Regions from separate parts of the Mus musculus genome. Here all the other regions are linked to region 3. A link is a contact called in public Hi-C, HiCAR-type and HiChIP or PLAC-seq data. All regions are on one chromosome and are shown on one strand. The core of a region is the stretch at or near the end of the contact, and the rest is flanking DNA. Distances in the headings are between cores, read along the strand shown. Region 1 has its middle 19 kb from the start of Cldn12. Region 2 overlaps Cdk14 (cyclin-dependent kinase 14). Region 3 holds the start of Sri (sorcin). Region 4 has its middle 40 kb from the start of Cdk14. Region 5 overlaps Cdk14 (cyclin-dependent kinase 14). Region 6 holds the start of Cldn12 (claudin 12). Region 7 holds the start of Cdk14 (cyclin-dependent kinase 14).

Region 1 (3,150 bases), core at 591-3,090, 2.5 Mb before region 3:
ATTGTAATCCCATAGGAAGAATAACGGTATCAACTAACCAGACCCCTCAGAGGTCCCAGAGACTGAGCCATCAACCAAAGAGAATACAGGGGCTGGTCCGTGCTCCCAGCACATATGTAGCAGAGGACTGTCTTGTCTGGCCTCCGTGAGAGAGGATGTGCCTAATCCCGTAGAAATTTGATGCCCCAGAGAAGAATGATACTGGAGGTGGGGGGTGGTGGTGAGGTGTAGATGAGTGTGTGTGGGGGCTGGGGAGTACCCTTTCAGAAGCAAAGGAGGGGGTATGGAGTGAAGAACTTGAGGAGGGGGAACTGGGAAGAGGAGCACCATCTGGAATGTAAATAAAATAATTTAATAATATATATGTATAAATATGTTTTTATATATATGTATGTTTATATATGTGTGTATATGTGCATAAAAGCTGCATCATTTTCCTAGAGACAGTGCTGGAGTATTGTTAGTCTTCATTTGTACAGGTATCCCCATAATGGTCATAACTTCTAATAAATGCGTAATTACATAATCGACCTTTTCAGAAGATAAAGCTGGCGCCCACTGAAATCCTGAATATGTCTACAGTGTGGTACACATATTATAGTTTACCAAGCTCTGTGAAGTGAAACACACCCACTTGTCAAATTTAATTCCTTAAGGGTTACTTCCTGCAGGTGATGGAGTTTGGTTATATAAAGAACTAGGGTATTTCTTTAGAACTTCTTTAGTCTGTTGCTAAGTGATAGATAATTCTTTCTTGAAACATTTGCATTGACATGGTGGGTTTTTAAAAATGAAATTCTGAAGCCTCTAGCACAATTCCTATCAGTAGCTGATCAATTGCATCATTCCCTCGTTTTAGAGGGCCTAGAAGATCCATACAGGATCTGTTATGTGTCATATACATGATTTCTATTTCTCATCACTTGTTGTAATTGAACGGTGAAATCAATTTGGCATCATCTTGAATAAGTTCAGTGGCATCTATATGCAAAGCAGCTTTCTGCATATTGAGTCAGTAACTATATTAAGAGACTCTAGAAAAGCTAATAATACCAGTAGAATGGCAGACAACTCTCATTGTTGAATGGTCTCATAGGGCTCTGAGCTACCTTATTTATTTTTTCTTTCTTTTAATCTGCCTTTCCTGATTTATTATTGCATTAGTAACTATATTTTAAATGCAGCTATTTTGAAAATATATTTTGAAAGGTAGAATGAATACCCTTGGGAAAAACATTTCAGGAAATATTAAAATATGTATTTCGATGTAAATTAACAACAATGCTGCAGTTCAAACCCAGCATTGGGTAGCTTGAACAATCCCTCTTTTCAATTATTTTTAATAAAGTAGAACATTAACCTGGGAGTGTGGAGATAGCTCAGCCATTAAATGTTAGGCTCAGAACCAAAAAGAGTTGCTACTCCATCATGAAGATCAAAGTTCAGATTCCAGCACTCATGTAAACAAGACTGGTATCTTGCAATGTCTGCAAACTGCAGCTCAGGGGGATCCAACCTAAGGCCTCATTGTTGCATATGTACACAAGTGAACATAACACTCTAAATTGTCTTTGCAAATCTAGGCTTTCTCCTTTTGTTTAAGAAAAAACTAACAGCTTTTAAAAGATGTAAATAGACTACGTCTTCAGTCACATTTTAATAATTACACAGTAAATCATGAATTTCTTTAGCAGTAACCTAGGAATCACTAACAAACACATTCCTACCCAGACTCAAACCCTGCGATAGGTTGAATTTACTTGGCCCAGGGAATGGCACTATTAGGAGGTGTGGCCTTGTTAGAGTGGGTGTGGCCTTGGAGGAAGTGTCATTGTGGAGTTGGCCTTTAGGCTCCACTGTTCAAGTTCTACCCAGTGCAGAAGAGACCCACCTCTTGGCTGCTTGCAGAAGAGAGTCCATCTGGCTGCCTTCAGGTCAAGATGTGGAAGTCTCAGCTCCATGGTGATAATGGACTGAACCTCTGAAACTGTAAACCAGCCCCAATTAAATGTTTTCCTTAGTTGCCTTGGTCAACTTAGTTGTATTGTCCCTTCATAGCAATGAAAGCCTAAGACAGAATTTGGTCCCAAGGACTGGGGCATTGTTGTGATAGGATGGTGCGTTATGTTTGGAGGAATGTGGTGTTTGGGACTCTGGATTTGGAAAGCAATGCTCTAAGTGTGGCTTAATGGGATAGCCCAGTAGGAATTATGAAAGACATTGATGCTGAGTATGATTTCAATTGTGGGGGCTTAGCTTAAGAGGTTTCAGGAGAAAGGGATTTTAGTATGTTGCATGGAGATCATTATTAGGATGTTTTGGTGAAGAATATGGCTGCCTTTTGCTCTTTTCTGGGAGTCTGCCTGAGGCTCAGGTAAAGAAATTCAGATTAAGCTGGGCAGTGGTGGCGCATGCCTTTAATCCCAGCATTTAGGAGGCAGAGGCAGGTGGATTTCTGAGTTCGAGGCCTGCCTGGTCTACAGAGTGAGTTCCAGGACAGCCAGAGCTACACAGAGAAACCCTGTCTTGAAAAACCAAAAATAAATAAATAAATAAATAAATAAATAAATAAATAAATTCAGATTAATTGCATTGACAAAGGAATTCTCTAATCAACTAAATTTAGACTCTATCCTGTAGTTAACTCTTATGAGGAACATTGTGGTCAAGGGTAGAAAGCTTAGAAAGGGAAATACAAAATACATGGCCCAAGCATTAAAGGGGCACCAGGAAATGCAATGGAGCTAAATCCTGTGTTCGGGAATATTAAATGGAATTAAGGGAGTGGTGACCTCAGGGCAAGATTACACCCAATTAAGCTTATTGTTTATGCATTTACAGTTGAACAAGGGATAGTTATGTTAGGCATTATGATGGTCTGGTTATTGTTTTCATTTCGACATAAGGAGATTTGATTATGTGTCAAAATAACAAGGGAATTGTGGCTATTCTGGGTTGTCAACTTGACTACATCTGGAATGAACTACAATCTAGAACTTGTAAAAGTGAAAAGGTAAAGAAAGGCTCAGGTTCAGGTGTGGTGGTACACACCTTTAATCCCAGCATTTAGGAGACAGAGGCATACAGATATCTGAGTTCAAGATCAATTTACAGAGCAGGCACTAGGATAGCCAAACCCAGGCAGTGAAA
Region 2 (3,128 bases), core at 222-2,721, 2.9 Mb before region 3:
TAATATAGAATCTTGCTTTATGAAAACAAATCTCCTATTCCAGTTATGACCAAAGTCTACAACCAAGTACAGCCACAATGAACAGGGAACATATACACCAATCAGAAGGCAAAGCAAGATGGGCATGAAAATAACGCAACCTAGCTCTCAGCTTTTAAAGTGGTAAAAATCATAGTTTTATGCAACAGTACAAGAGAACATTAAAATTAACAATGAGCTCAGCATGGTGGCACATGCCGATGATCAATCGCAAAGCTTGGGAAACTGAAGCAGGAGGAGCTCATGTTCAACTCGAGCTGAGGCTCAATAGCAAGGCCCTGTTTAAACACACGAAAAAGAAGCCACAGTTCTCTCAAACACTCCTCCACCACCCTGTCTTCATCTGTGTCTCAGCATCCTATGCCCACATCACACCCCTGCCTTCCTACATTACACCCATTCAATCCATTCCTCAAAGGCATTTCAATTTACAGACTCACCATCTCTTCCTAGTGATAGGGCATATGCAAAAAATGTATATTTCTGCTAGATATGTTGAGAGCAATCTATCTACAGGAGTGGGGAGGAATTTTCATTCTTATAGTATCAGCAGTCTAAATACAAAGAGGAAGAATTTTGCTAGCATAGTACAAAAACCTTTAGATAGTCTTCAGACGAATGAGCTTTATAGTGAGTAACGGACATAAAATCAGGCTAATATATCTACAGAAACCGGCAATGTCCTTGAAACTCTGACTTTAGTGGTTCACTGGAGCACCATGTAACTAACAAACAAGGTGTAGCAAAGGGGCTTCAGCACAGAGAACAGATGGAGACACAGAGACTAGTGAGAGGAAGGCAAGCACCACAGGAAAGGGAAGAAAATCATGGTAAAGGGAGATCTAAAGAGGAGGCAGGGCCATCAGAAACCATGACCATACTCCTCACATGTGAGTGCCTGTCCTGTGGTTGATTAAGACCTTCAATATCAATGTCCAGTAGCACAGGGGCTAGGGAAATTCTCACTCACGCAAAGAAAAATGTGTATCAGTCTTATCAGCAAATATTACAGAAGGGAGTGGATTACCCTGTTTTGCTGCCTCCTCCATAGAACCTCAGCAGATGACACAGCATCTCACATACACATGCTTTGTTGCTTTATGAGCAAATTGCCCTTTCTTTTAAAATTTGAAGATATTTTCACAATGTAGTTGTTAGTTTCTCTACCAGGTCTGTTAATTTAGGTGTCCCAAACATTTGCTTTTTTATTTCCAGTTTAATTACCTAATTAGATAGAAAAAATAAATATCCTTTCTGTAAAGCACTGTAGAAGATAGTAAGTATAGATAGGAAAATCTAGATTTTTTAGAAATATGTAAATCAGACATACTAGAAAACATGAATGGAAAGCTCCAAGTCCAATCCATCTCATTACATTACTGGCTCCAAATCATGAAGGAAACAAAAGAAATTATAGTTGCATTGATGTGTGAATCTGCTTCCTTTCTTGGTAGCATGTAATATATGCAACTTGCTAGCTTAACTGCCCTAGTGCAGCATTACCATATTATTCAAATGTATCTATCATTTATATGTAAATAGACAAGATGAATGGCTTTTTCATGAGACAACAATGTTCAAATGATAAACAGAGGCGGACATTAGCAAGATAAAACTGCTTCAAATATTCATTCTTTCATACTTTTAAAGAAAATGTGTTTTTTTTTTTATTTCAGTAAAAATAGTGTGGTAATTATAAAAAATGGGACTTTAGTACAGTCAAATTACTGGTAGCTATTCTTCTCAATAAAAAGTCTGCATCGATGTCATTTGTATCTTATAAATTACATGTTCTCGGATCCATCTGTGAAAACTCGGATGCTAATTATCATGGTTACGTTCCATGATTCCACAGTTAAATGCTGAGACGCTGTTACACAAACACCATATGTTTTACTGAGGGAAATGAAGAAAGATTAATTACCATTGCAGTTCAGGTCTTTGAGCAGTGACACCCTCAACACAAGAAGATTGTTACATGGAATGCTATACAAATTGGAAGCTTTAGCTAATATATGAAATAACTGAGGTGGGAAACTTGGAAGCCTAAATTGTAAGGATCAGGATCCCCGGCCCTGTTCCCTCCCCCCAGAAGAATCTACCTAAGGGTGCTTTTGTAAAACCAAGCTATAAATCCCAAGGAAACAACCATTTGTGTTGTTTCTCAATTCCTTCGATAGAGAGCATCATTTTTGATATGCCTACAAATCACACTGTAAGCATACTAGTAACAAACAGGCTATAAATAAACCACATGTCTAACGAAATGCATACTCAAAAGCCTGTCACATGGCCATGATTTTATGCAAATGTATGTCACATGTACTCAGAAAAAACATTCATTTCATAGAGCAACTTAAAAACCAACTCACTAACACTGAGAGTTTTATTCAAACGTGACACATGCAGTCTAGACCCCTTCTTATCTCGCTTACCACGTATTCAAAGACAAGGGTCAGGGTTTCCTTAGTGTGGATGATGTCGTGAAGCAACACGATGTTGGCGTGCTTTAGTCCTTTCAACAGGGAAGCTGTAAAACGACAAGGACAGAGAAAGAATTTATCATCGGGTGCCATGAGCCAGCACGTTTCATTATCCACGTGGTAACTCTCAGAAGGAAGATTTCTACTTCCCATGTTCTCTAAGCCAGGAACAATTCAGAATAACGGGTGGAAGAACAAGATTTTAATTTACATGAAACTCTCCCAACCATTTCACCTGTCAGTTGTTAGTAGTCTAGGATAGGTTGCACTGAGTTCAACAGAGGCCACATCCTTGTTGTGGTTCCAGTTCTTTCAAACATTAGAATGTATTTGTGTGTGAGAGCACGTGTGTGTGCACATGACACAGTACACATGTGGAGGTCAGACGATAATCTTCTGGAATTGGTTCTCTCATACATTGTAGGTTCTGGGATAGAACTCTGGTCATCAGGCTTGGCAGCAAGCTCCTCTACCCACTGAGCCAGCTCACTAGCCCTCAACTGAGTTATTTACTACCAAACATGGTTTCGATTAGCATATGCTCCATGTACATATATCCTAATACTGTGTGAAGAGTCATGTAAATATCAACTAGACCATATTGCT
Region 3 (3,476 bases), core at 911-3,410:
CCATAGCCCAGCTCTGAATTCATATCCTCCTTTCTTTGTCTTGTCTCAGCTCTCGTTTCTCAACTGCATAAAACTGCATAACAAAAGCGCCTATCTCACAGGTCTTTGTGAGGACTACACAAATAGGCAAAGTTTATGAAGGTCTGACACTCATTAATTACTGTGTGTGTGTGTGTAATTTATCTTTGTTTTCATCATTAATTTGTTGGCAATCGCTGTAAGGATTTCATTTACAGCCCTCCATTAAAATTCACTTCTTAAGGGAGGAGTAACCAGAGTCTAATGTCTCCTAATGTGACAATTAATGTAGTCGCTTATCCATAAAATGAAGCCTGCATTAGTCACAAATGCTTTATTGGTGACACATATTTTTTGTGATATTTTCAAACTCGAGTCCTGAAAGAGCTTAAATTCAAGTGTGAGTTGAGCCCTGTTCACCTAGCCGATTAAAGTTCCAAACTACAGGACAAAACCTCAGAATGCCTAATCAAAGACCATGGTATTTGAGAACAGTAATTTTATCTCCAGAAGCAGACGTAAAACAGGCTACACCTTTGCTACGTGATCACAAGGACTATTGGAATTGTTTCTCGCTATTTAGAACTTTCTGTTTTGGAGCTTATGTATCCAAAGAGAACTTGGTCACACACTATGGTCAGTCTTGTTCATTAAAGTGTTTCTCAAAATGTTAAAAACAAAACCAAGAGCGGAAGTGCCCTCCTTTCCTTTCTGCTGGGTACCGCTGCCTGCTGTCAAGATGGGCAAGTTCATGAAACCCGGGAAAGTGTTGCTGGTCCTGGCCGGATGCTACTCCGGTCGCAAAGCCGTCATCGTGAAGAACATTGACCATGGCTTCTTGGACCGCCCTTACAGCCATGCCCTGGTGGCTGGAATTGACCGCTATCCCCAAAAAGTGACAGCTGCCATGGGCAAGAAGAAAATCGCCAAGCGATCCAAGATCAAGTCCTTTGTGAAAGTTTATAACTACAACCACCTCATGCCCACAAGGTACTCTGTGGATATCCCCTTGAACAAGACTGTTGTCAACAAGGATGTGTTCAGGGACCCAGCTTTGAAACAAACGCAAGGTCAGGCGGGAGGCCAAGGTCAAGTTTGAGGAGCGATACAAGACAGGGATGAACAAATGGTTTTTCCAGAAGCTTCGCTTTTAGGTATATTTTTGTTTCGTCATTAAAAATAAAAATAAATTAATAATAACAACAACAACAATAATAATAATAACAATAAAGCAGGCAACCGTTGGTGACTCTCATCTGGGGCTGAGGCCATGAGAGGCTACCCTGAGAACCTGGATCTCAAAAGGAAAGAGTAAGAGCAAACAGTCAAAAGCAAACAAACAAAACATCGACCAACCAACACTGTTCAGTCCTTAACAGTCCGGAGCCAGCAAACAATTACCTCTTGTTGCAATTGCACCAAAAAACAAAAAAGAAGCCGTGAAACATCTGAACAACCCACGTGAGTTTCACATCCTTTCCAGGAAGCTTCACCACTGGGGTTGTTTCTATTCGAATCATCCAGAAAATTAAACAATTCACTTTCCTATGAATGACCTGGGTGAGGCTGTCCTGCCTAGAAACTGCCCTCTTCTACCCCACCCCACACACCCACGCCTAGCAATCGCACCTGAGCTACACTCAGCTTAAACGGTTGGCAAAGAAACAGGCCACCCTCAGTCAAAGCTAAAAGCCCACTTGCATGGTTCAGAAGTTTTCATCAGGTTTTCAAAGTTTTTTTTTTCCTATTTTGTAAAGTGTCTCCTTCGCCCACTGGAATTGTTCTCCCCTTCCCTACAGTTGTGCATAGCGTTCTTATCCCGTCCTCTCTACCCAACAACCCGGTGTAAATAGTAAATGTTCTACAAAATAGCACAGTAGGAAGAAGGGGGGAAAAAACCCTCCCCTAGCTGTGCGTGGATGTCGGAATGTGCCACTAGGTCGAGAGGGAGAATGGGTCCTGATATAAACTCGTCTGGGGTCCTGGGTCATCGCCCGAGTGTGGGTCGCAGACGGCGCTGACACAGCACAGAGGCAGCAGGGAACGGGCGGCACTCGGGATGCCGCGGGGCGATCGGGGTGGGTGGCGGCGAGCGGCGGCCCCCGCGGGGCGGCGTGGTGCGCTCCGGGGCGGCTCTGGGCCGGACGGGCGGAGCAGCAGACAGGCAGGGCGGAGGCGCAGTCTGCACCATGGCGTATCCCGGGCACCCTGGCGCGGGCGGAGGGTACTACCCAGGCGGGGTAAGTGCAGCGGACGAGGGCACAGCAGCCTCTGGTCTCCCGAGACTGGAAGGCGCCACGGACGAGCGGGAGGAGGCGTCGCGGGCGGTCCCAGATGCTCCCTGCGAGCTCGCCTGGACCCTGATGTCCAGCCTTGGCTCCATTTTTCTTCCCCATCTCTTCCAAGGGCCTTTCCAGGGCCCACCGGTGGGTGGGCTGCGACCCAGGAAGCCCATTCTGTAACTCGGATATGTGGCGTGAGATAGTGCAAGTTGGTGTTGACTTCCTGCTCTCTCGGAATGTCCCCAAAGCAACAACAGCCATCTTGATCTAGAATGGTTCTGTGGTCACTCCCTTGAAAAGAAAGTGACAGGGAGACCAGAAAGTCTGGAGAAATGAGCTGAAGTCCTAGAGGAAGACCACTTAGGCAGATGTGGGAGGTGTACTGTCAGAGACAGAGGGACCCTCATTTTAGATATAACCGGGCCGGCCATCCCTGTTCTTCCCAAGCCACACCTGTCAGCCCTGTACTAACTCCAGCCTTACTTAGTACTTCAAGTACTTCAAAAACACCGCAAAGGCTGTAAAAACCAACAGGAAAACAGTCCTAAGCCTAGCCACCAGGTTGCTTCCGGTGCACTGACCTCTGTAAGCTGGTTAATAGGGATTTTTAAAGTGGGTCTGCGTTTAGTGGCCATCACTCTCATGAAACTTGTTTTGGACCAAGTCTCCAGCTTTTAGATGTCAGGAGCAGGAGTGGACAAGCCTGGTGGGTCACTGAGCTGAGTCAAGGTGGTGGGGAAGATAGAGACTGTGAAGGTCGCACAGGCGTCAATTGTACAAAAGCCTTGGATGGTTAAGATAAATTCAATTCTCTCTGATGCCTTTACCTTTTTTTTTTTTCTTTTCTTTTTCACAGTATGGTGGGGCTCCCGGAGGGCCTGCGTTCCCTGGACAAACTCAGGATCCGCTATATGGTTACTTTGCTGCTGTGGCTGGACAGGTTAGCCTTTCCTTCAATACTGAAGAATTGTTATGTTCTGTTTGTGTTAGCATTTAGTGCAGTGGCACAAAAACAGTCTTTGCTCTGGAAATGAGTCCCTTTGCCTGAAAGAAGGTAAAAGGAAAGGAAGACTAAAACAGTCTTTATTTTAGATCTGGACAAATTTGGACAGAGTATTGCCTGTATCAATAATAGATCAGTTCAAAGCTTGTGATTGGACTGGGATTAGACTGACC
Region 4 (3,376 bases), core at 481-2,980, 2.6 Mb before region 3:
ATGGAGGAGCTAGAGAAAGCACCCAAGGAGCTGAAGGGATCTGCAACCCTATAGGAGGAACAACAATATGAACTAACCAGTACCCCCAGAGCTCACGTCTCTAGCTGCATATGTAGTAGGAGACAGCCTAGTCGGCCATCATTGGGAGGAGAGGCCCTTGGTCTTGTGAAGATTCTATGCCCCAGTACAGGGGAATGCCAGGGCCAGGAAGCGGGAGTGGGTGGGTTGGGGAGCAGGGTGAGGGGAGGGTATAGGGTACTTTCCGGATAGCATTTGAAATGTAAATGAAGAAAATATCTAATTTTTAAAAAGAGAGAGAGAGAGAAGAACAGCCTGGCGCAGGCTGTGTGATCTGTCCTCCATGTCCCCTATGTGAGATGAAGAACAGCCTGTCCCAGCAGGGAGGCTCCGCAGACTCCAGCTCCCGGTGGTTGTGAGTCCTTTGCTGTGGGTGCTAAGGATGAATTCAGGTTCTTTCCAAGAGCAGCCTGGCCTTAAAGGTCTCAAGCCCCTGCAGGCATAGTCTTGGTGCCCCTTTCCCTTTAATGGCTACCGCTGTGTTTTCCTTTAAAAATCGTCACCACCAAAGCTTCCTATGATTGCTTTAAGAAAGAGGACAGTTTCAACTTTTTTCTCCAGATCTCTGATCCTTCTCAAATCACTGCTGTCCACAGTGTGAGGTCTGGGCAGGCGTCTATTGTTTTTTTTTTTCTTCATCTAAATGGTGAATTGTTTCCACTCTATCTGATGAAAAGATCTTGTTCTAGTTTCATTTCAGTAAATTATGCCAAGGAACAGGAAACATTTGAAACATTACACAGGGAAACTGGAGGAAAATGAGTGCTTGACTCATGATTGAGTCATTCTTGGTAGTAAGACAACAAATGACCAGCAAGACTTCTTCAAATCCAGTCATCACACATAGGAATTGCTGACAGGATGATCTACTTTCTGAATGAACAAAGCTATTTGATATGGAAAGGGTGTTCTGCCTACTGTATAATTTGCTTTAGCTTGCAGCAGAATTCTGTTCAACTAAAAACAACTTTAAAGTCAAGTAAGGTGCATTTGAAGAGACATGGAATGCTTGCAAACCTTTTGGTTATGCAATGATCAAGCCCAAATTACTTGTTAGGGTTAGGATTAGGGTAGTTCTCATTTGTAGCTACACAGCTGAAATATCAACAGGCATTATCATGCAGCCATCAGACTTGTTTCCCACTTGTTATTATAGCAATTATTTTCCAATAAGGATAAACAGTGAGGCCCATTTCTCTGAATTATTCATTGAAAGCCAGTATGTGCTTGGTAGGTGATTGGGTGATATGGTAGAAAAGTCACGCTTAACGGAAACTCAAACTGGAATTTATACGCAATTTAGAGTTTTTAAAAGCAGAACTAAGGCACAGCTCTAACAGGAAGGGCCAGAGTCAGGCTTTAAAAGCTTCTTCCTCTTTCCGTTTTTCTGTGTACCTCTAGCTCTTCAGTCCCTTCCTCCACAGCAGTCTTCAGGTTCCCCTTGCCGCTTCCCTTTCGGTATTGAACCTGGTGCTGTGGCACTGCACTCGAGTCTTGCTGTAACCTGAGGTGGAACATCAGGGCAGAAGTGTATAGAGGAGGAGAGCTGCTCACACTCAGTAGCAAAGGCACAAGCAGAAAGAGCCGCGGAAGGACCGAGGGCGCCATGCCTCCACACCCCACCCAGTGACTTACTTCCTCTGCTGAGCTCACCTCCTAAGGTTTTAGTCACTTCTGACTCACCACACTGACCACAGACCACGCCTTCAACACTTGACCTTTAGGGGGATATTTTTAGATCTCAGCAATAAAAGCCTGACTCTATTAAGTGTCCCCTAATATCTATGCCTCCTTTGGCCCAAAATAAACCGTATTTTCTGCTAAACTCAGGAATATGTAGCTCGTTTGTCAGCCATCTTATAGCCAGCAATGGGCCTATGACTCCCCTTTGACCAAAGCAATGTGACCAGAAATAGTAAGTAGAACTTACTGATGATAATGTGATCCAGAAAAGCAGACCAGGGCCCAGAAAGGAAGTCTAATGCAGGCTTGGTCTGTAACTGAGATTTTCAGGTGACAGCTTTTTCTGAAGCTCTGTCACAGGGGCGTAAGTGGCGTTGGCTCTCCCTCTCCCTCCCTCTCTCTCTCTTTCTCTCTCTCTCTCTCTCTCTCTCTCTCTCTCTCTCTCTCTCTCTCTGTGTGTGTGTGTGAGAGAGAGTCCTATAGCATCTGAGGAATAACACTGGACGTTAGTCCTCTGGCTTCCATATCTACCTTTCTTTCCCTTGAGACAGGGCCTCTCACTGACTTGGATCTTGCCAGACAGGCTAGGCTGGCTGACCAGTGAGCCCCAGGGATTGACCTGTCTCTGCCTTCCCAGTAGTAGGATCACAAACACCACCACATCTGATTCTCTCTCTCTCTCTCTCTTTTTCTCTCTCAGAGATAGATATAGAAATAGATAGATAGATAGATAGATAGATAGATAGATAGATAGATAGATAGATAGATATAAGATAGATATTTTTATAAACATATAGATATAAATATGTATTTAGATAGATTTATGTGTATAATATGCACATATATACATGTGTATCTGATATATTTACATTCCTTTAACAAGTGCTTTACTGAATGAGCTATATCCACAGCTACCTGAAAATTCTTATGTTGAATTCCTAATCTTCAATACCTAGGAATATAACTGTTTTGGAAATAAGATCTTTAAGGTTAAAATGAGATTATCAGGATATGCTCTAACCCAGTAGGACCAGCGCCTTCCTAAGAGGACATTTAGACCCTGGCAGGAACAGAGTGGCTAGGTGAAGTCCCAAGGAGAGGACAAACACCGGCTACCCAACAAGAGAAGTCTTGGTAGAAACTTATATCACTAGCACCAAAATTCTGTGAGAAAAAAAAATCTGGGATACTTAGCCTTATAGAGGCAACTTCTGCATGAGGGCCAACTAAAACTTGCCTGAGAGCCTAGAGATTGGTGATGAAATGGCAGCCAATCAGGAACTGCCACTTGGAGGCCATGCTTGTTTGGGACCAATGGGACACAAGTGGAGGGTATAAAGATTGCTCCCTGAGAATTAATAAATGTACTTGCTGCCCTGGTCTTACTTGCTCCCAGAATCTGAGCCATTGATTTCGAACTTTCTCATCCACTGCCCCCAAGGATGACTCTGGGTTGGATGGAGGACTCAGGCAGCATACATGGTGTCTGACTACTATTACTGTAGTCCCAGTGGACCCAATACCCTCTTCTAACACCCATGCTAGATATACATATATGTATGCATACATGTGTGGAGCCAACACATAAAATTAAAATGAGCTATGGTAGATTAAA
Region 5 (3,349 bases), core at 801-3,300, 2.7 Mb before region 3:
TCACCCTCATGACTCTACCGCGAACCCTCTGATAGGAAAGTAACAAGAGTCTCGGCCTGGATTTATGTGGGCCAGGTGATAGCCACTAGCCACCTGCATGGTTGTAAGAACCAGACTTCCAGTAAATTTTTGAAAACAGAAATGAAATGAGAAAACATTCCAAAACTGATTCCTACCTTCATTTTCTGCCCTGATTACTCTGCTTTTGATATTTAGAGTTAGGGATAGACGGGGCTAAGCACATTGCTGAGATATGGGCATACGCGTGACATCAAGGCTGATCACAACCACTGGGGGTGAAGGCAAGATAAATTTATGTTTCCCTCTTTTAAAATTAGACTGATAGGAAGAAATGTCACTTACACTGTACTTCTAGTTGACAGTGATGGCCTGGGAGCGCATTAGAATTATCTCAACACTTATTTTAATAAGTGCTAAGTGACACAGCCTTTGAGAAACGTTGGGGGGTGGGGGTTATCCCTAAATCCCTGAATTCATTCCCAAAGGAGAAAGCCTTTATTAAAAACGATGCCAAGAGAGGGGGGCTAACAAGGCCCAAGTGCACTCACAGGGATGCCCAGTTCTCTCACAGTCTAGGAATGTAGGCTTGGAAAAGATAAACAAATTCCACGGACAATAGTCAATCATTCCCGGCCTTTCAGTGGATACACTTTCCCCTCTCAGAATACAATAAAAAAAAGTCAGTAACTGAGGCTCAGATCCTGGGCGCAGCTCCAGGTGGGAAACACAGGCAGAGATCAAAATCAATGGTATTTGTTTGTACAAGTGGGACGGTAGCTTACAAGCAACTCACAGTGTTTCGTGGTACCCCCTGCCATACACACCCCAAAAAAGGGATTTCCTAAAATTGAAAAGTAGACTCGGGAACCATGCTTAACTGTAAGACTTCTGCGTTCCAGATTGAAAGCAGCGCTCCCAACGGTTAGAAAGTGCTGGATCTGAGTCAGTTTGAAAGGCTTCCATCAGAAGCCAGCAAAGTAGCTGGAGCCATCTTCCTCTCATTCCTGGCCTGGGAACAATTCTGTCACTCAGGAAATCTGGAGCCATGCCAACACACTGCTTCAGCAGCCTGCTGGGGGATGGGTGAGGAGAGGGGAAATGTCTGGGCAGCTGGCTTTTGTCACAAAGCCTTCTCTCTTATAGAGGCTTGTAATGAATTTCCGAGACTTAAGACATTGTTGTAAGTGATTAACAGGACAAAAATATCCAAGGTGTAAAAGGCCAGTTGGTATATGAATTAAATCTTTTGCAAATAGTAAAATATGATAGTCTAGTCATTTTTCAATTATTTTCTTTAGACTAGCCTCAAATGTCTATACGGAAGAAGAAAAAAGCTAAGACACTGAGGCCTTAATTTACACACCAGGTATTTTATATTAATACATACACTAGATATTTCCCTCACTCTTGAGGAGCTTTGGAGCCTGGCGGCCCCAGGCAGGTCACACATACCACCCTGGCTCAAGGTACTGGGAGGCCTGGCAGCTACCACACAGGAGGACACACTGGGGCTCAGGGTGACTCAGCTACTGTGTTGTAGTCACAGAGTGAGGAGCCTGATCACAGGCCTGAATCCACAGCTGCTGCAAAGCCTCCTCCCTAAGGGCTGCTTGTGACGACCAAACTTTGTCCTACTTTGGAACTCTGTCAGGTTGTTTCCTCTTAGCCAAAAGGCCAACACTCCCTCCACTGCTTGAACTGTTAGAGCTTTAAACAGCTCAAAGATTAGGAAATACAGTTTACAACAATGGAAACCTAAGAACTTGGAGTCATGAGTCCAGAACACAGGGCAGAGTAAATGCCCTTGTCTAGATGGATTGTAAGGGTCCATGCTTTGCTGGGGAATGATACCCCAGACTCAAATAAAGGATTTCCTGCACGCAGGGGGTCTCCCCATTTACCAATGGAGACTCTCTGGGTGTATGCTTTGCAGGGTCAGTTTAAAGCCTGTCAGCGTAGGAGTGGGTGACTTTTGCTTCTCTTTCCCTTGAGTGGTTGGCTCTGTCTTCAGGGCTGTGGAGCCTTTGTGATTGGTTAGGACTCTGGGGACTTTCCAGGGTAGCAAGGAATCCTTGGTTTGGCTGCCCACAGTAGTGGTTGGCTGACCACAGGTTCCTGGATCCAGGTTCTCATATCCAGGAAACAGAAAACTTAGGCCTAGTCTCCCAGACTACCAGTTTGCAGCCTCTCATGGAGTCAGCCTGGCTCTGGCTAACTCAGTCCTTTCAGGGTAAATTGCTCAGCTTATCACTGACTTTATAATATCAAGGGGAAAAACTATCATTTTTAAAAAACATGTTACTGAGCTTTTTGGGATAAAAAAAAATCCAAAAAGTACGTAGACTTTCAAAAGAACCCTCCATGTGCCTGCCCAGCTGCTCAGAGCTGCAATGCTCCGCTGAGTCTGGAACACTCCAAGTCCAGATATGAAGCATCTTTAGCCCTCTCAGCCTCTCGGAGCCTTGTATTACAGTCCTCTGTCCCTAACCTAAGGGCTTTGCAAGCATCACACAGAAAGTTCCAACTTACAGCAGAGCACTAGTTTCCCTTTGGAACATACTATTTTGGCCGACCATTAGTTTCCACCAACCCCAAAGCTAATAGGATCTGAGGCAAATGGTAGTGATTTCTCCATCTTGGTGTAACCTGTCTCTCTGATGTTCCACTACTGTATTTGATATCTGTATCAGTGTCCTGATAGCTGGCATTCTTTGTACTATTTTGTTTTATTTTGGTTTGGTTTCTATACTGGACAGTCACTCAGACACTCATATTTGGCTCCAGAATGTTCTCTTAGTCTCACTGAGATACGAGTTACATTATGTCAATAATAATGGCACCCAATGTGGGGCTAGGAGAATAACTCACTTTTCACTAGAGAAGCCTCCTTCATGCAAGTAAGGAACAGGCACGGAGCCACCAGGCACAATCCTTATCTCCCTGGGGCGTGGCTGATGACGAATTTGTTTAGCCCAGTATGGTTGTTTAAGGATGCTATTTGGTAGATGCTGTTTAGGGCTTACTTTCTCTCCAGAGTGTTTGATTTAAGGTGTCTATTTTGCTTGTGTGGCTTCGGGAACATTTTGGTCTAGACATCTGGCTTGATTTTCTACTTGTTTTCATACCTCTGAAGGCATTTTGGATTCTGGTTGTTTGGGTTTGTCTTCAGCTTTTGCTCATCTGAAAACTATTGAAAGCATTTTGGGCTTTGCTTTGTTTTGTCTCTGTTTTGTTTGCCTTCAAAACATTTTGATTTATTTACATCTGGCCTTTGTCTGCTGACACTCTTCCCCAAATACATAATCCTGCATTTCTTTTTTTATAAATA
Region 6 (3,308 bases), core at 513-3,012, 2.5 Mb before region 3:
AGGAGCACATCTGCACACAAAGCAGAGATAATCTGGACCTACCAAAGTAGAAAAATGCTCCAAATTACTACAGTCCTTCCTTCGCAACTCTATTTTAACTCACATATAACTGGGGGGGGGGGGGGGGCAGTAATTGTCTAGACTTAATAATAAAATGCTACAGCCAAACAGGCAAGCAATAAGTTTTTCAAAAAGGCAGTTTAAGGTTAGGGGTGTAGCTCAGCTACAATGCTTGCCCATCATGTAGAAGGCCCAAAGTTCAAACGCCAGCACCACGACAAAGCAAAAACAAAAACACAACAACAACAAAAAAAATAGCACAGGCAATTTATTCTTATATTCACTATTAGATATGAGCCTCAAAGGAAAATAACTCTTATTTTGTGATTTGAAAGTTCGGGATAATTAAGGCTAAAATTAAAAATCACAAATCACTTTACTGGGTTAGAAATCTAAGAAAAAAATTAATAGATTTATTTTTCAAGATCTAGTTCCTGCCTACCGTGTCATAAGGAGCACGGTGAAAGAAAGCACCATGCAGTTGCCTTGGAATGAAAAGAAATGCACTGTTTTCTAAAATGTTTAAAAGACGGTATTTACCATAAAACCAGACAAAACTAATCTGCTCTGTACAACCTAAAATTTGCAACTAGTATGTCCTTTTTAGTTTATGTTGTGTGGTATCTATCGTCCTTGGCTCAACCTGCCATTTGGTATGTTTTCATATCTCTAAAGAGGAGTGACTTCCTGTTGGAATACTAGTTAACTCAAACAGGTAGGATGAGTGAAAAACTCATAAACGCCTGGCAGCTTCCTGGATCCAGGCGTTTATCGCTGGCCCTATTACAGTAATTATGCAGGATGTGGCCTGGGTGCTGATTTCCATCGAGGTTCCCCACCTCCCATCTACGATTCTTGAGTTGTTATCAATCAAGATTGTTGCTTCGAAGTCAGAAGGGCTCGTTTTACAATCAATGACCCCAATCGGACCCCTGGGCAACCTTTGCCATGAGGTCACCTGGCATAGCAGTTCTGCAGTGAAGACTAGCCCCTTCGCAGAGCAGGGCAGTGTCGAGGGACAGCAGCAGCCAGATCGGCACGTCCGGGTGGGAGCCGCGTCCTCAGGAGACCCCGAGCGGCCGAGCCTGGCAAAGGGGGGGCGGCTGCGCCCAGCCAATGGCGTGAGCCCTCCCCGGGCGCACGCTCGCCGCTCGCCCACCCCTGCCCGGTGCGTGGGGAGAGCGAGCAGGTCAGCGTTACACAACCAGCGCCGTCAGCCGCTGGGTCCAAAATAGCAGCCAGCTCGCAGCTCGCAGCTCGCACCCCCGCCCGCCCCCAGCCCTCGGCTGCCCCGGCAACGCGGCTCCACACTCCTCGGAGGGGACGAAAACGTTGTAAACGCGGTACCAAATACCTCCTCGGCCACTTTTCCACGTCCACCCATGTGGGCAACCTTTCAAATGCCGACTCGCCGCCGCTTCGCCGTTTCACGCAACACCTTCAACTACTTGCAAAAGACTCGGAAACGGGAGCGTCCCTGACCACACCTACCGGCTCCTCACGGCTCGGGCATCCCGCTCACCCACTCCGAGCCGCGGCTCCTTGGTCTCCCTCCGCTGCCGCGGAAGTGCGTTCTGGCGAAGCCGCCCCGGAGGCTTCAGGGAACCAGTCAGGCTCTCCCCTGGCTCCGCTCGGGAATACCTTGGCTGCCGGGAACTACAGTTCCTAGCATCCATCGGGCCGCTGGCCGCGGGCCAATTCCTGAGACCACCTCCTTCTTCCGGGTCCCGCCTCCCTCGTTTCCTCTTGCACCTTATTAGGGATAGGTTTACGGCTTGCTTTAGAATGCTCTCAATCACACGCATGAGGGACAAATTTGAGATTCGTTTGGTTACTCAATCAAAAGTTGTTCATTAAGTGCAAAAAAAAAAAAAAAAAGGTCTAACTCCATAGCCACACAAATTTACAAGGGGCACTTTGCTTGTTACTTCTGGGGTTAACTATAGGCAAAAGATACCCTACTGCAGCAAAATTCCATACATAAAACTAATTATTAAGTATTCTAATTTGACTCTTCTACACATCAGCTATCCTCTCTCGTCTTCTCTGATATGTGCATCCTGTGCAGATAAATATGTCAAAGGACTCATACACAGTATTTAAGTTAAAAAGAGCAAAAATGATGCCTGTGAATTCCAGTTGATTCCATCGCACTATATACATACACACAAATAGAGAAACAAAAACTGTCGATGTTGACAACTCTTTTCTTTAATTATCTTTTTTTTTTCTTATTCACTTTATATCCTGAACACTGCCCCTATCCCCATCAACCCCCTCTCCTGAGTCGGGGAGCCCTCTCGACCCCCCAACCCTGGCACTTCAATTCTCTGTGAGGCTAGGCACTTCCTCTCCCACTGAGGCCAGACAAGGCTGCCCAGCCAGGTACGTAGCCCAAGTACAGGCAACAGCTTTGAGGTAGCTCCTACACCAGTTGTTTGGGGCCCACATATGAGCTGGAAGGCCTAGGTCCAGCCTGTGTTTGTTCTTTGGTTGGTGGTTCAGACTCTGAGAGCCCCAAGGGTCCAGGTTAGTTAACTCCATTGGTCTTCCTGTGGAGTTCCTATCTCCTTCAGGGCACAGCAATCCTTCCTCCTATTCTCCAGTAAGAGTCCCCAAGCTCTGGAGACTGTTTGGCTGTGGGTGTCTGCGTCTGTCTGAGTCAGCTTCTGATTGGAGTCTCTCAGAGAGCAACCATGCTAGGCTCCTGTCTGCAAACATAACAGAGTATCATTAATAGTGTCAGGGATTGTTGCTTGCCTATGGGATGGTCTTTGCTCCATCACCTGTGCCTGCATTCCTTGTAGACAAGATAAATTTTGGGTTGAAAGTTTTATGTGTGGATCGGTGTCTCTATCACTCCACCAGGGTTCCTGTCTCGCTACAGGAAGTAAGCTCTTCAGATTCCAAATCTCCATTGCTGTCACAGCTAAGGTCACCCCCATAGAATTCTTGGGCGCCTCCCATATCCCAGGCCTCTGTGATGACAAGTTTTTTATTATTTAATTTTTTCATACAAATATTGATTATATTTCCCTCTCCCCCAACTCCTTTCAGATCTTTCTCACCTCCCTACCCACCCAACTTCATGTTATTTATCAAACATACAAAACTCAATAAAGCAAACAAAAAGTCCCAAACCAAATCTAATCAAGAAGACGTGGAGTCTTGATTGCAGTAGCCAACTGCTCCTGTGGTTGATGTCCTTTTGGATAAAACTGATCTCTTTCCTAGTAGGTATCAATTGC
Region 7 (3,477 bases), core at 7-2,506, 2.7 Mb before region 3:
AGACTGCAGACACTCACTGGCACATCAGGGCTTTAAGGAATTAGCTTATGATTAATTAATTAACTTTCACTAACATAACAGGTGAGCCAAAGGCCAGAAGGTATGCTGGGACACTCCCATGTGTTGGCTTGGGGCTTATAGGATTCCCTTGCTTTGCACAGTTACCTGTATCAAAGAAAGTTAAGGACCAAAGTTTAGGTAGCAGCTATGCCTCCAGGTTTACAGGCACTTTCTGCCACCAACACTCAAGATTCAACAAACCCATTCCACCGGACACAGCTGTCATCTTGCTGCAGCCTATAGCATGTATTCATTAAGTATCCTAAACATTCCTTGAGCGTTTTGTTTTGTTTTGTTTTGTTAATGCTGTGTGTTTATGCTCTGTTAAGTTGGTTGATTTTTTTTTTAAAGAAGACAATAGCCTCTGGACTGCACTAATGGAGCAAGTTCAGGAGACATATTCATAAATGTCTCCACAACTTCACAGCTCACCCTTCACCACAGCAGCTGGAAGGTTTCAAGACCTACAAACCGAACACCCAAACCTCCAATTATAGGACCCGGAGTACGGAACAAAAGGTCCCAAGGTATCTGTCCCACTTCCTCTAGGTTGAGTACATTAAACAACATCAGGCACATGTCAACGTTTCAACAATTCCCAAAGCTAAATTATTGGCTAAGCACTTAAAACCAACTCGCTTTAAGTAACCTAGGTGGCCACAGAAACCCGATGGCGGTGGGGACCGGGTGTTCCCTCTCCGGTTCACTGCGGGCGCCAAAGATACTATTGGCGGGGAGGAGGAACTCAAATTGGAGGCTTAAGACAGTCCACGAACGAAGCCCAGGTCCTGGGGGCAGAGGGATGGCCCTCCAGCTGGTCCCTGCCCTAGCCTGGAGTCCTCTCCTTCATCCCTGGTTCGCAGCTCACCCCGAGGTGGCAGCCGCCTGGTTGGTGCCCGGAGCACGGAGTGGGCGCGGGGACTGAGGGAGCGAGCCCCGGGATCGCCCGCAGGACACTGGGGACAGTCGACTACACTCACCGATGCGGCTGAAACTCTCGGACAAAGTTCTCCTCAACTTCTTCATCTTGCCGATCTTCTCGGCCGGCTGCGGTTCAATGAGGTCGCACATCTGGGCGGCGTAGGGCCCCGGCAACTTCGCGAAACTGGTCCAGCGCAGCGCAGCGCAGCGCAGACAACGGCGGGCGAGGGCGCGCGGCGCGGGGAAGGCGGCGCCTCGTCCTGCTCCTCCGCCTCCGCCTCCTCGCGGGCCGCGGGCGACGCGCAGCGCTCGCCAGGCTGCGGGGCTCGGGCCTGGGCCGAGGCTGGGCGCGCGGGGGCGTCTTACGTGGTGCCGGGGGCTGCCGCCATCCCCGCCGCCCGGGGGCCCCCGCGCTGCGCGGCCGCCCGCCGCATTTTCCCTCCTTTGTAAGCAAGAGCCGCGCGGCCGCGGCCGGAGATGGGGGTCCGCGGACGAGGAGGCGCAGGCGGCTGCGGACCGGGCGAGCGGGACAAGTTCCCCAGCCCGAGGGGCGGCGCTGCACGGAGACCTGCGACTGCCCTCGCCGGAGGCCTGGCGCCCGGGACCCCCGCGCGACCCCGCGCCGCGCTCCGGCTCCGAATCCGACTCCGACTCCCAGGCCTCCGCCGCCCTCCCGGACCCGCCGCGCCCGGGCGGCGCCCCCTCCCGGCCGCCCGCGCTCCGCCCGCCGCGGCCGCGCTCCTTCCGCGCGCTCCGGGACCGCAGCCCGCAGGCGGGCCAGTCCACCCGGTGCGGTCCGTGTTGGCCCACGACCCGGAAATGTTGGGGAGTGTCCGACGAGGTGCTCGAAGACCTTGGGGACGCATTCGGGTTTAGGATAGACTTTATGGCGTGGGGTGGTTGGTTTTAATTTGCAGGGAAAGTGGGTGCTCCAAAGGGCAGGAGAGGCCCCATTTTATTGGGGTACAGTGCAAAAGCTGAAAATGCTCCCCACCCCGGAACTTCTAGAAGTCAGGGCACCTGCGTTTTGCCTCAGCCCTGTCTCTGGGTGACAGGAATGTCACTGTGGGTGACTCCTCAGCAGGATACTCTGGTCATCGGTAAACTTACAACCTATTGTCACCTCCTTTCCCCACTTCAGTGAATGAACTTGAAAAGGATCTTAAGAGTGGCTTTTTTAAAAAGCCCCGGGACAAACAGTTCCGGCAGAAAACAGTCTTTTTTTTTTTCTAATAAATGAGGTGCTCCAAACGTCAGTCTCCCAGGGGAGGGTGAAGGAAGATGGGGGTTGGCCTGGTGTACTGATTATGGGCCAGCAAAGTCCTTATGAAAGAAACGTTAGTGATCTTGAGTCATCTGGCTGGGTAAGTAATAGGAGCTTTTGTGGGTGTGACAATGCTGTTTAGTTTAAAGGAAGTTTTGGGGAGTTTGTGTTTTGTCGAAAGATGTTTATCTTAAAACAAAAACTAGCCCCCTGCCTTCCTTAAATTGTGAGGTAGAACACTGATTTGTTCTGCCCTGTGCTGAGCACATTACAGGGTTTTGGTAGATTGCCACTGATAAAAAGCTGCTAGCTAGTCAAGCCAAGCCCCTAACAGGAGAGAGCCAGGAATCCATAGCAAAGTCAAGAGAGTTTAAACGCAGGGATGTTGGGTCCTGACAGCCATATCTCAGTAATTACAGAAAGCACCAACTGTGGCTTCATGCAGGAAAAAAAGTTTTATTGACATTTACCACTTGGTCAGACTAATTAGAAAATTAGCAGTTACAACTGAACTCACAGAGAGAGAAACAGAGACAGAGTGAGACACAGAGACACAGAGAGATAGAGACAAAGAGAAAAAAGAGACGGAGAGAGATCCAAACACTGATGCCTTCTTCCAGTCAACAAAGTTGAAAAAATAGCTAATGATAAAACCTTAGAGCGCTATGTATCTGCAGCTGTACTGCTGTCTCCTTTAGAAATGTCTGATCTGAGTACAGAGAGACACAGGCCCAGTGTCGTGGCTCAGTAGTGAGTGTTTGCAGCCGGCATGCTTTGTGTACGTGTGCTGTGCGTGTACCTGCACGTGCATGGGTGTGATAGCCTTTGTGTACATGTGCTGTGCGTGTACCTGCACGTGCATGGGTGTGATAGCCTTTGTGTACATGTGCTGTGTATGTGTACCTACACGTGCATGGGTGTGATAGCCTTTGTGTACATGTGCTGTGCGTGTACCTGCACGTGCATGGGTGTGATAGCCTTTGTGTACATGTGCTGTGTATGTGTACCTACACGTGCATGGGTGTGATAGCCTTTGTGTACATGTGCTGTGCGTGTACCTGCACGTGCATGGGTGTGATAGCCTTTGTGTACATGTGCTGTGCATGTACCTGCACGTGCATGGGTGTGATAGCCTTTGTGTACATGTGCTGTGTGTGTACCTGCATGTGCATGGGTGTGATAGCCTTTGTGTATGTGTGCTGTGCATGTACCTGCACGTGCATGGGTGTGAC

Evidence for each region. Hi-C and Micro-C count contacts between places; a contact is called where the count stands out from the background. HiCAR-type assays count read pairs that join an accessible place to other places. HiChIP or PLAC-seq counts read pairs in DNA pulled down with a chosen protein or histone mark.
Region 1: a Hi-C map of liver shows a contact between it and region 3, with 3 times the contacts expected there. The contact joins the enhancer-like site here to the promoter of Sri in region 3. A contact is called at or near these places in 7 of 39 promoter capture datasets (the 3T3-L1 cell line, cranial neural crest, frontonasal cranial neural crest and 3 more), 1 of 484 Hi-C or Micro-C datasets (liver), 6 of 115 datasets of contacts at active chromatin or transcription factors (acute myeloid leukemia, bone marrow-derived dendritic cells, cardiomyocytes and 3 more) and 1 of 9 other capture datasets (embryonic stem cells).
Region 2: a contact with region 3 is called in an H3K4me3 HiChIP or PLAC-seq map of embryonic forebrain, with 10 times the contacts expected there. The contact joins the enhancer-like site here to the promoter of Sri in region 3. A contact is called at or near these places in 7 of 39 promoter capture datasets (the 3T3-L1 cell line, the C10 cell line, cranial neural crest and 3 more) and 1 of 115 datasets of contacts at active chromatin or transcription factors (embryonic forebrain).
Region 4: an H3K27ac HiChIP or PLAC-seq map of bone marrow-derived dendritic cells shows a contact between it and region 3, with 12 times the contacts expected there. The contact joins the enhancer-like site here to the promoter of Sri in region 3. A contact is called at or near these places in 13 of 39 promoter capture datasets (the 3T3-L1 cell line, the HPC-7 cell line, HPC-7-derived erythroid cells and 8 more), 3 of 115 datasets of contacts at active chromatin or transcription factors (astrocytes, bone marrow-derived dendritic cells and large pre-B cells) and 1 of 9 other capture datasets (liver).
Region 5: a contact with region 3 is called in a HiCAR-type map of astrocytes, with 4 times the contacts expected there. The contact joins the enhancer-like site here to the promoter of Sri in region 3. A contact is called at or near these places in 3 of 39 promoter capture datasets (3T3-L1-derived adipocytes, cranial neural crest and frontonasal cranial neural crest), 2 of 115 datasets of contacts at active chromatin or transcription factors (astrocytes and bone marrow-derived dendritic cells) and 1 of 9 other capture datasets (liver).
Region 6: a HiCAR-type map of astrocytes shows a contact between it and region 3, with 7 times the contacts expected there. The contact joins the promoter of Cldn12 here to the promoter of Sri in region 3. A contact is called at or near these places in 15 of 39 promoter capture datasets (3T3-L1-derived adipocytes, the C10 cell line, the HPC-7 cell line and 11 more), 7 of 484 Hi-C or Micro-C datasets (LSK cells, Th1 cells, adipose-derived mesenchymal stem cells and 4 more), 10 of 115 datasets of contacts at active chromatin or transcription factors (VIP interneurons, acute myeloid leukemia, astrocytes and 7 more) and 4 of 9 other capture datasets (adipose tissue, liver, macrophages and 1 more).
Region 7: a contact with region 3 is called in a HiCAR-type map of astrocytes, with 8 times the contacts expected there. The contact joins the promoter of Cdk14 here to the promoter of Sri in region 3. A contact is called at or near these places in 11 of 39 promoter capture datasets (the 3T3-L1 cell line, 3T3-L1-derived adipocytes, cranial neural crest and 7 more), 3 of 115 datasets of contacts at active chromatin or transcription factors (astrocytes, bone marrow-derived dendritic cells and embryonic forebrain) and 2 of 9 other capture datasets (adipose tissue and liver).

What each region holds. Positions count from the first base shown.
Region 1 is chr5:5,532,416-5,535,565 of GRCm38.p6, forward strand. No RefSeq gene overlaps it. Among named protein-coding and RNA genes, the nearest start is that of Cldn12, 19 kb to the left of the region's middle. Within about 2 kb of position 1,841, at least 8 of the 459 cell types and tissues checked have an H3K27ac peak or open chromatin away from gene starts, as enhancers often do. A contact at or near this core is called in liver, where this site is marked.
Region 2 is chr5:5,132,845-5,135,972 of GRCm38.p6, forward strand. It overlaps Cdk14 (cyclin-dependent kinase 14), which reads right to left. Exons shown (of 15, transcript NM_011074.3): 6 at 2,475-2,569. Among named protein-coding and RNA genes, the nearest start is that of Gm30151, 240 kb to the right of the region's middle. Within about 2 kb of position 1,472, at least 11 of the 459 cell types and tissues checked have an H3K27ac peak or open chromatin away from gene starts, as enhancers often do. A contact at or near this core is called in embryonic forebrain, where this site is marked.
Region 3 is chr5:8,054,382-8,057,857 of GRCm38.p6, forward strand. It overlaps Sri (sorcin), which reads left to right and starts at 2,161. Exons shown (of 8, transcript NM_001080974.2): 1 at 2,161-2,258; 2 at 3,157-3,240. The coding sequence starts at 2,208. It also overlaps the pseudogene Gm15730.
Region 4 is chr5:5,418,596-5,421,971 of GRCm38.p6, forward strand. No RefSeq gene overlaps it. Among named protein-coding and RNA genes, the nearest start is that of Cdk14, 40 kb to the left of the region's middle. Within about 2 kb of position 1,731, at least 179 of the 459 cell types and tissues checked have an H3K27ac peak or open chromatin away from gene starts, as enhancers often do. A contact at or near this core is called in the HPC-7 cell line, astrocytes, bone marrow-derived dendritic cells and 2 more, where this site is marked.
Region 5 is chr5:5,341,896-5,345,244 of GRCm38.p6, forward strand. The region is part of intron 2 of Cdk14 (cyclin-dependent kinase 14); the gene reads right to left. Among named protein-coding and RNA genes, the nearest start is that of Gm30151, 27 kb to the right of the region's middle. Within about 2 kb of position 2,051, at least 204 of the 459 cell types and tissues checked have an H3K27ac peak or open chromatin away from gene starts, as enhancers often do. A contact at or near this core is called in 3T3-L1-derived adipocytes and astrocytes, where this site is marked.
Region 6 is chr5:5,513,214-5,516,521 of GRCm38.p6, forward strand. It overlaps Cldn12 (claudin 12), which reads right to left and starts at 1,763. Exons shown (of 4, transcript NM_022890.2): 1 at 1,552-1,763; 2 at 1-38.
Region 7 is chr5:5,378,995-5,382,471 of GRCm38.p6, forward strand. It overlaps Cdk14 (cyclin-dependent kinase 14), which reads right to left and starts at 1,257. Exons shown (of 15, transcript NM_011074.3): 1 at 1,041-1,257. The coding sequence starts at 1,131.